3 separate regions of the Mus musculus genome follow, and regions 1 and 3 are each linked to region 2. Evidence: chromatin contacts called from public promoter capture Hi-C data. All regions are on one chromosome and are shown on one strand. The core of a region is the stretch at or near the end of the contact, and the rest is flanking DNA. Distances in the headings are between cores, read along the strand shown. Region 1 holds the start of Atg4a (autophagy related 4A, cysteine peptidase). Region 2 holds the start of Rbm41 (RNA binding motif protein 41). Region 3 holds the start of Mid2 (midline 2).

Region 1 (2,700 bases), core at 132-2,631, 960 kb after region 2:
CTGGATGCAAATAAAGTCTATAAATTAATTGCATTTGGTTGTTGTATTTAACTTCTTAATCCTGATTAGCAGTCTCTTTTATGTCACTGACTCCTTATTTTTAGTGGATTAAGTCTTAATACACGTTATTAAATTTAAACCACATCACCAGACCATCACAAAAGCAAACGCGGTGAACATAGGGGAATTCTACTGTTGAGTAATAAAGGAAAATTCCAGGACAAAAAAAAGCAGTCTCTCCGATTTCTCTTCTAAAAGAGACAACATGGAAGTTCTGAAGTATGATGTACTGTCTTACTAATGTTTAACACTTGCCTCTCAACACAGAAGGCAACCTATGATTTGGAAAGTCACAATAAAAACCTGAGACTTAGTTGATCTGAACAGAAATACTTCCCAATGTCCATTCTCTTTTGTTTGCCACAGTTCACTCGCCCCACATGGAACCCCATTCTTTCTTCACAGTGTAAATCACCTCCCCTTCTATACAAAGCCCTTCCCAACTATTCCTATCATGTCTTCTCCTTCTATGTTCTGAAATGATGTAAACTTCTTTCTGGGGGATTTAAAATATGTAATAAGACATGTACCGTTATTTCATTTATGCCTGTTTTTTTCCGACTTGACTGAAATTCCCAGCTCCTCTCAAACTTCCTGACATACACACAAAGGGCATTTGGTTACTCGTGGGCCACTGACTGGGATTACAACTAAAGAAAAATCCACCTAACAAGCTTTTTTCACAGATCTCCATCGCGCTGTCTCTTAACTCTGGAAATTTCTGAGAAAAGCGGTGGGTGTTCTAGAAATATATGAAATTCAGCAAGCTTAGCTTCCCCTCCCCACCCTGTCCCAAAGTCTCTGAGGGGTTACAGTTGGACCAGGAGTCGTGTTTTAACCCAAGGCTACTAGAGGGAGGAGTGGGCGGGAGGAGCGCAGAAGTGGCCTCACACCAAGTTAGGACCCGGAAGCCATGTAGGGCTTCGTTGACACCCGCTGCTAGGCGACAAGCCCTCGGGCTGGTTTACCTGATCAGTTCTAGTAGCCAGAGATTTATCAGCCAAAATGCGCTCCTTCAACTCATCCAGCTTCCCACTGTAGGCCAGGTTACAGATCATTATGTTAGACACACACCCCTCCATTTCGCCTTCCCAAGACCTCCGTGAAACTCAAGCCCCGCCCACTCGCATTTCCTGTTCCGGCGACCAATCAAAGTACTAGAAATTCTCCAATCACTGATCTTTGTTTTCCTTGTAGCCCCGCCCATAGCCTGGAGCTTCTGGGAGTTGCAGTTTGAAAGCAGATCCAGGCCTGGAGGCGTCTTTGGAAGTCACTCAGTTCCGGGTCCTAGCAAAGTGGAACTACAAGTCCCAGAATCCTTAGAGAAAGCCGTAGTCAAGTTGCCGGTGGAATTGGCCCAGGATGACAGCTGGAGAATGGAGTCAGGTAATGGGAGCGGCTTCTGGTAGTACTGTGTGAAAAAGCTAGGGTGGGTGGTCTTTGGTGGGCCAGTAAGTTGGCCACATGAAATGAAAACTGTAGCAGCGCAAGAGAGTTCTGGGATCCTACAGATCTTGTCCCTCGGGGCCCTCACTTGCAGTGGCAGGCGGAAGGGACAGAGTTGGAGCAGAGTACTACCTCTGAGCTTGAACCATTGACTGTAGCTACCCTCCCCCTCCCTACCACTGTTTAAGGAGTGGAAAGAAGCACAGGCTAGTTACTCTGGCATTTCTCCGGAGTGGCATCAGAGTAAGGCTCTGCTACAACACAGGTTATACATTACACCATACAGAGGTGATGTGCCAGAATGATGCTAAAGACAGGGTGTGATGCCATAGGAGCCACTAGATACCTAAGAGACCTCAGTGAGTAACAGCGGTCACCTTAGGGATATCAGGGTATATGATGTTGTCACTTTAATAACATGGTAATGGCAATTACCATCGAGACTTTGCTAGATTGCTAAGCTAACAATGTGGATTTTTTTTTAAAGGTGAATTTCCAAATAGTGCTGCAGCAGAAGAGATGCAAGGCTTATCTTTTATAGAAAATATCAAAAAAGACATTAGAAAAATGTTAAAGATATATTTTTTAAAGTGACTGATGAAGTTTGTCTCCTTTGTTATGGTATAGAACAGGGCTTAGCAAACTTTTTATATAACGCCAGATCATAGTTATTTTAAGCTTTGCAGGACAGATGATAAAACCAACTCGAGAACACAAGTTATGACAAATGTTAATTGATGAAATTCGGGATATAATAATAGTGGAGTATGTGTTTATATAATGCTTTTAGCTTTTTAAAATTTTGTGTGAGTGTGTTTTCTGCCTGCATGTGTGTCTGTACACCGTGTGAATGTTGGATCCTCTGAGATCTGAGTTAGACAGTGTGAGTTGCCATGTGTGTACTGAGAATTGAACTCAGGTCTTCTGGAAGAGCAACCAGTGCTCTTAAACCCTGAGCCATCTTTCCAGACCCCAGTGAAATTTATTTTTAACACAGAAATACTAAGAGAACGGAATTCTTTGAGGGAAGTACTGTTTGCTTAGCTGATGTTTAAAGTTGCTATTTTCTATCATTAAAATTTATTCCAAATGTTCTTTTTAATCTTTAGAAAACTCTTTGAAAATATGTTTTCATGCAGTAAGTTATGTCCAAATATTGATAATCCAGGAACATATTCTTTTAAATACTAATTA
Region 2 (2,700 bases), core at 49-2,548:
GAAAATGAACTAAAAAACAAAAAACAAAACAGGAACAAACAGCTGGGCTGTGGTGGCTCACACCTTTAATCCCAGGACCTAGGAGGCAGAGGCAAGCGGATTTCTGAGTTCGAGGCCAGTCTGGTCTACAGAATGAGTTCCAGGACAGCCAGGGCTACACAGAGAAACCTTGTCTTAAAAAAACCCAAGAAAACAAAACAAAAACAAACAAACAAAAGGCAAAGGAATAATTGTAATTGGTGCAAACTCCTAGATAAAAGGGGAAGAAGCAATCTGAGAGCCAAGGGGGCTTCTAAGGCACTTATGTGAATCATGTCCTACCTCTTAACCTGTATAGCAAACAGCTCTTTATAATCACCCAAGCAATACACTAGATTCACTTTCCATGTATGAGGAATCTCATCACAGAATAATTAAAATAATTCAAGCAGAGGAAACATGAAAACAAGACAACAAATGAAACAAACAACAACAAAAACCTTTTAAAAACAATTCAGGAGAAAGCATTCCTAAACAGGTTCTTTGTGCCACTGTTCCAGTGCGAAGATTCAATGGCAGTGTGAAGCCAAAACTAAGTGGCTCCTTTTTCTTAAGGTTTCCTGTCCTGTCAATAACTGGGAAGCTCCGGCCTCAGGGAGGTCCGCACCAGGCTCAAAGGGCCATTTACTGCAGAATCAGGAGGGGAAACTGCCCTAAGTTTCCTTTCTTCTTCCAAAGCACCCGAAGCCAGATCTGCGCTCAATTTGGAGATGCAAACTATCACCCTGTAACTTGAAGATCTCAAAGCACTACCCGGTGTGGCGGGCCCATTATGTCTTTAAAATCTAGACAAAGTAAAGTGCCCACCCTCTGACCCTCTGGCCGGTGAGACCTAGCAGGACCAGCGGGCGGGCCAGGGAGTGGCTGGCGTGAGCATCCGGAGAGTCAGGAATGTGAGAGGCCAGGCAGCTCCAGACGCTTCTGCCCTGAGGGAAACATTCCAGTGGAAACCCGCCTGGCTACGGCCCTTCCAGAACTTCACCCCCGCAGACTGGTCCAGCCTGCCGGCCTTCCCTCCTCCTTTCTCCTTTGTCTTCCCGCTGGAGAAAAACCGCCCCTCAAGAACGTGACACATCCCAAACAAAAGGGAAAAAAAAAAAAAAGACACAAAAGTTTCATAGTAAAAGATAAAAGTTGCCTTCAGCAACCCGGATATGACCTTACCTCTTCATGTTTCCGCAGGCCCCTATCACTAACTTGGGTAAATAGGAAGGAGACCTCAACTCCCAGCAATCTGTGCGGCAGACTCAAAGGTGATGAAGGTTGGAGCGTGGAACTCTGGGAAGTGTAGTAATGTGATGATGGAAAGAGAAAGCGGGTATTGGGTGATGGGTTTATTGGAAATTAAGAATTTTTGGCCCAGGTTAAAGATAACATCCAAAATATAAAGCTCATAAGCCTAGGATTCACCTTTGGCTTCTTGGATTTTTCTCTAAGTATCAATAAATCCTATATTGTTCCTAATCACCGTCTTCATTCTTGTCAGCAAGGCTTCTCTTTTAAGGATTTATCTGACCTGCCTGCTGTTTCCCCTCAAGCCTCTGGTCTAACCACATTGTATGCACTAATGCTTCTCTCTTAGTTGTAACAGATCCTTCTGGGTTCCCTTAGTTTAAAGTCAGAAGCAGTACGTACCCAGACTTTTGAATATTTTATAAAAATATATCGAAGCCAGAGTCAGATATGGTACTGAACCGGAGTTCAGTTCCCATACAGCAGTTCACAATTGTCGATAACTCCAGTTCTGAGCATCTGACTTGTTTTTGGGACACCAAGCACACACGTACATGCAGGCAAAAAACTCCGATGCAGAGCATAGCTTATTTTTAAAAAGCTTCGTATAGAAAAGTGTTTAAAAGCATTAGTTCCCGGGTTTAGGGATGTAGCTGAATCTGTAACGTGCTGGCTTGACATGCATGCACAAAGCCCCCTGTGGGATCCTCAACACCACACAAACTGGGAGTGGAATACTTGTTCGGGAAGTTCAAAGGCAGGCTGGACTACACGAGACCCAATTTCAACAATAGCAACAGCATGAATAACAAAAACAATAAAAGTATGTGTTCTTAATGGCCCAAAATGGAAAAGCAAGTATCTCTAAAGTTATGAAAATGTATTAATTTATAAGATGGAAATTTCAAGCTACAAAGCTCATTTAATTACATAGCTCAAAGCAAGCCAGGTCTACATATTCTCAAAAAAAAAAAAAAAAAGAAAGAAAGAAAAAAACTAAAAACAAAACCAAAACAAAACAAAAATATAAAACAAAGAAGGACTACTACCATGCCTCCAAACTATAAAAGGTAAGTAGAAAATTCTGAGACTCTGCACATTTATGAGGAAACAAGAGAAATATGATTTCTAAATGTATTGTAGGATCTTGAAATAGACAGAGGACACACGGTAAAAACTAAGTACATATAAATAAAGTATAGTTTTTATTTAATAAGTTTCATTGTACATGACAAATATACTGTTGTGTTAGACATGAACTCTAAGAAAAACAGTAGAGTACATATGGAACACTAGAGTATGAAGCTCTAATGTAAATCTAGAACTATGTTAAAATAAAACATGATTTTTGAGATCTGTGGATTGTATCCAGGCTATTCTGTACTTTTTTTTAGTTAATATCCACTTCTTAGTGAGTACATACCATGC
Region 3 (2,700 bases), core at 108-2,607, 670 kb after region 2:
TTGGATATGACACATTAACTTTTACATCTCTTGGTGCTGTACTTCCTTTTAGGTAATGTGGTTGGGTTTTTCCCTTCATTTCCACTCCAGTGTTCTCTAGCAGGTTTGTTTAACAGTGCTGTTGGCTGACTGCTATTGGTTCCCTGATAAGACACACCCATCTACCTTCATTTTTTTTTCTGGATTTGTTCCCAAGCACAGTAATGGGAGGCCCATGTGAGAGGGGCTGTTTCGGATTGCTTTATTCCTTCCTCATTTTGAGTGGAGCTAGAAAGAATATCCTCTGAGGTGGCTTCCTTCTCTCATCTACCTTTTAAGTGTGTGTGTGTGTGTGTGTGTGTGTGTGTGTGTGTGTGTGTTGGGGGGAGGTGGTAGTCTTTGAGCCAGTGATAGGTTAAAAGACAGGCTGTATCCAGACCAATGGGAGGCTCCTGGCTTCCAAATGGATCTTATTAGGGACATTGTATTCTGGATGGCTAGCATCTGCCTCATTGTCCTCTTGGCAGTGACCCTTTTGTATTGGTCAAGGATCTGAAGGTGCAAAAGAAACCTTACCCCATACACTTTTAGTGGCTTTAATCCACCTGAACAACTTGTGCCCAAGTCCAATAGAACATTGCCATTCTCCCTTTGTCAAAAGAAAAAGGGGTTGGGTTTCCTTCAATTGTCTGCCCTTCTCTGTCTCCTCCACTATTTTTGTTTTACTCTCTAGTTAACTTTGCATACAACAGCTTCACCAGTAGGACCTGTGAGGAGGATCCAGGCACACTCTTTTCATTGGCGAGTGCAACAGCCTTCTCCTTGCTCTCATCTGGGGGTTTGTGGATGTAGAAGGGAGGTAGGTGGGTGAAGAGTTTGGCCACAGTCTTCCTTCTGCGCTTCACACACACCACCCGGTCGTGGACGCGCAAACACACACACACACACACACACACACACACACACACACACACACACGCTCGTGCGCGCCTGCTCAGGCCCCTTCTCCCTGTGTCTTCCATCAAGATGACAGGGTGCTGGAGAAAAGGCTGCTGGAATCAGCTGGTAGGTACAGTAGTAATCTGAACCCCACCCACCCACTGCCTTTGCTTGCTCGGGTTTCTCTGGTCACTCCTGCCAGGGGAGAAAACATGTAAGCGCGCCTCCAGAGGAGGGGCACGGGGAGTTGGGAGTGGCGGGGGCGGCGGAAGGTGAGCCTAGGAAGGTGGCCCAGCGCCCCTTCTGCCCGGCCCCTCCCCGTGCTCCCGTAGGGTGTCAGCCTCGGCTCTGCTTGCCCCCACTCCACCCTCCTTTCGAAGGGATTGCCTTTTTTTTCCCTCTGCTGCGGCGGAAATGACAGTGTGGTGCTGCGGTGGTGTCATGGTGCTGCCTCTGGACCGAGAGGCGAAAACTCTTTAAGTTTAGCCCGGGAGACCTAGACGCGGGAACGTCGCGGTCTCCGTGCTGTCCCCCGTGGGGCGCGCGGGCTGGCGGATCCCGGCTGTTGCGCGGCGGCGGCGGCGGCCGCAGCGGCGAAGGCGGGCGGCGGCCTAGAGTGGTGGTGGCGGCGGCGGCGGCGGCAGCAGCGACAGCGGCCCGGGAGCTTGCACGGGAGCCCGAGCCAGCTTGCTGCGGAGGCCGGCGAGCGCCCGGCGCTCCCCGGCGCGCGTAGGAGATGGCTGGCACCCGGGAACAATATGGGTAAAACGCGTCCCCTCGCCGAGGCCCGGGGGGATGGTGGTGGTGGTGGGGTGGCTAGTGTCGCCGCCCGCGCCGGGCTTGGCCCTGGCTGGCTCCTGCTGCTCTTCAGGTGCCGCCGGGGCTGGAACTGGCCGAGGACACTTGGGCTTGGGGGGGGGGGCGGCAAGAGGGGGGAGACGGGGTCCTGGCGGCAATGGCAGGGCCCCGGTTGTCTGTCACACTGTTGTGACCCGAGCTCCTGCCGCTGCCCTCCTGGGAAGGAGTTTGCACTCCTAGATCCCAGGCTGGGGACCGGCCCGAGGCCTCCCGCTTGGCCAGGCCGAGCAGGGAGAAAGCAGTGGAGCGGCTCAGCTCTCGTGGCGCCTAGGCGCAAGTCTGGGAAAGGGCGCAGCCGCCTTCCCACGCTCCCGAAATCCACGGCGTCCTCGGCCCGGGCGGCGCCCCGAGGTCGGCGGTTGGCTCAGTGGTGCTGGCGCAGCAGCCTGAGATTCTGTGGACACCCTGCGAGCGGGAACCCCGGGAGAAACTTAATTCTCCCTCCCCTTTTCCTCCCTGCTGGGGAAACGATCTTCAGGTCTCTGTCTGGGTGGTTCTTTATTTCTGGCCTAGCTGTGAAAGCAGCCCCGTGGGGGGGGGGGGGGTGGAGAGGGAAAAACTTGAGTGTGTCCATAGGACACACTGCGACTGAAGCAGGGACAGGGGAGCCTTTTCCATTCCGGGCTCATAAAAATTACTGGAACATTACTGGTTATGAGCTGGCTTGGGTTGTTTCGCACTTCACGTGCAGCATAGTATTTATTTATTTAGGAGGCATTTCGATTTAGAGGAGGAAATTAGGATCCAGGGATTGTTGGACTCTTCACTTTCCCCACTCTTCCACACTCCTTAGGTACTGTCTCTATTCAAGCCCCCACATCTCCCACCAGAGTTCCTGCACTCTCAGCTTTTCTCTGTCAACCTGTGCAATGCGGCTTCTTGCTTTTCAATCACTTTGATTTTTTTTGAAGATTTTGGAGGGTG

Evidence for each region. Promoter capture Hi-C pulls out the DNA fragments that hold promoters and counts their contacts.
Region 1: a promoter capture Hi-C map of pre-B cells shows a contact between it and region 2, with 5 times the contacts expected there. The contact joins the promoter of Atg4a here to the promoter of Rbm41 in region 2. A contact is called at or near these places in 6 of 39 promoter capture datasets (the 3T3-L1 cell line, the C10 cell line, erythroid cells and 3 more), 2 of 484 Hi-C or Micro-C datasets (CD4 T cells and uterus), 2 of 115 datasets of contacts at active chromatin or transcription factors (astrocytes and large pre-B cells) and 2 of 9 other capture datasets (adipose tissue and liver).
Region 3: a promoter capture Hi-C map of liver shows a contact between it and region 2, with 2.1 times the contacts expected there. The contact joins the promoter of Mid2 here to the promoter of Rbm41 in region 2. A contact is called at or near these places in 2 of 39 promoter capture datasets (hippocampal neurons and liver).

What each region holds. Positions count from the first base shown.
Region 1 is chrX:140,955,526-140,958,225 of GRCm38.p6, forward strand. Atg4a (autophagy related 4A, cysteine peptidase) reads left to right here and starts at 1,382. Exons shown (of 13, transcript NM_174875.5): 1 at 1,382-1,446. The coding sequence starts at 1,437. Psmd10 (proteasome (prosome, macropain) 26S subunit, non-ATPase, 10) reads right to left here and starts at 1,186. Exons shown (of 5, transcript NM_016883.4): 1 at 1,029-1,186. The coding sequence starts at 1,142.
Region 2 is chrX:139,997,297-139,999,996 of GRCm38.p6, forward strand. It overlaps Rbm41 (RNA binding motif protein 41), which reads right to left and starts at 1,299. Exons shown (of 7, transcript NM_153586.2): 1 at 1,204-1,299. The coding sequence starts at 1,211.
Region 3 is chrX:140,663,599-140,666,298 of GRCm38.p6, forward strand. It overlaps Mid2 (midline 2), which reads left to right and starts at 1,358. Exons shown (of 10, transcript NM_001358366.1): 1 at 1,358-1,680. The coding sequence starts at 1,677.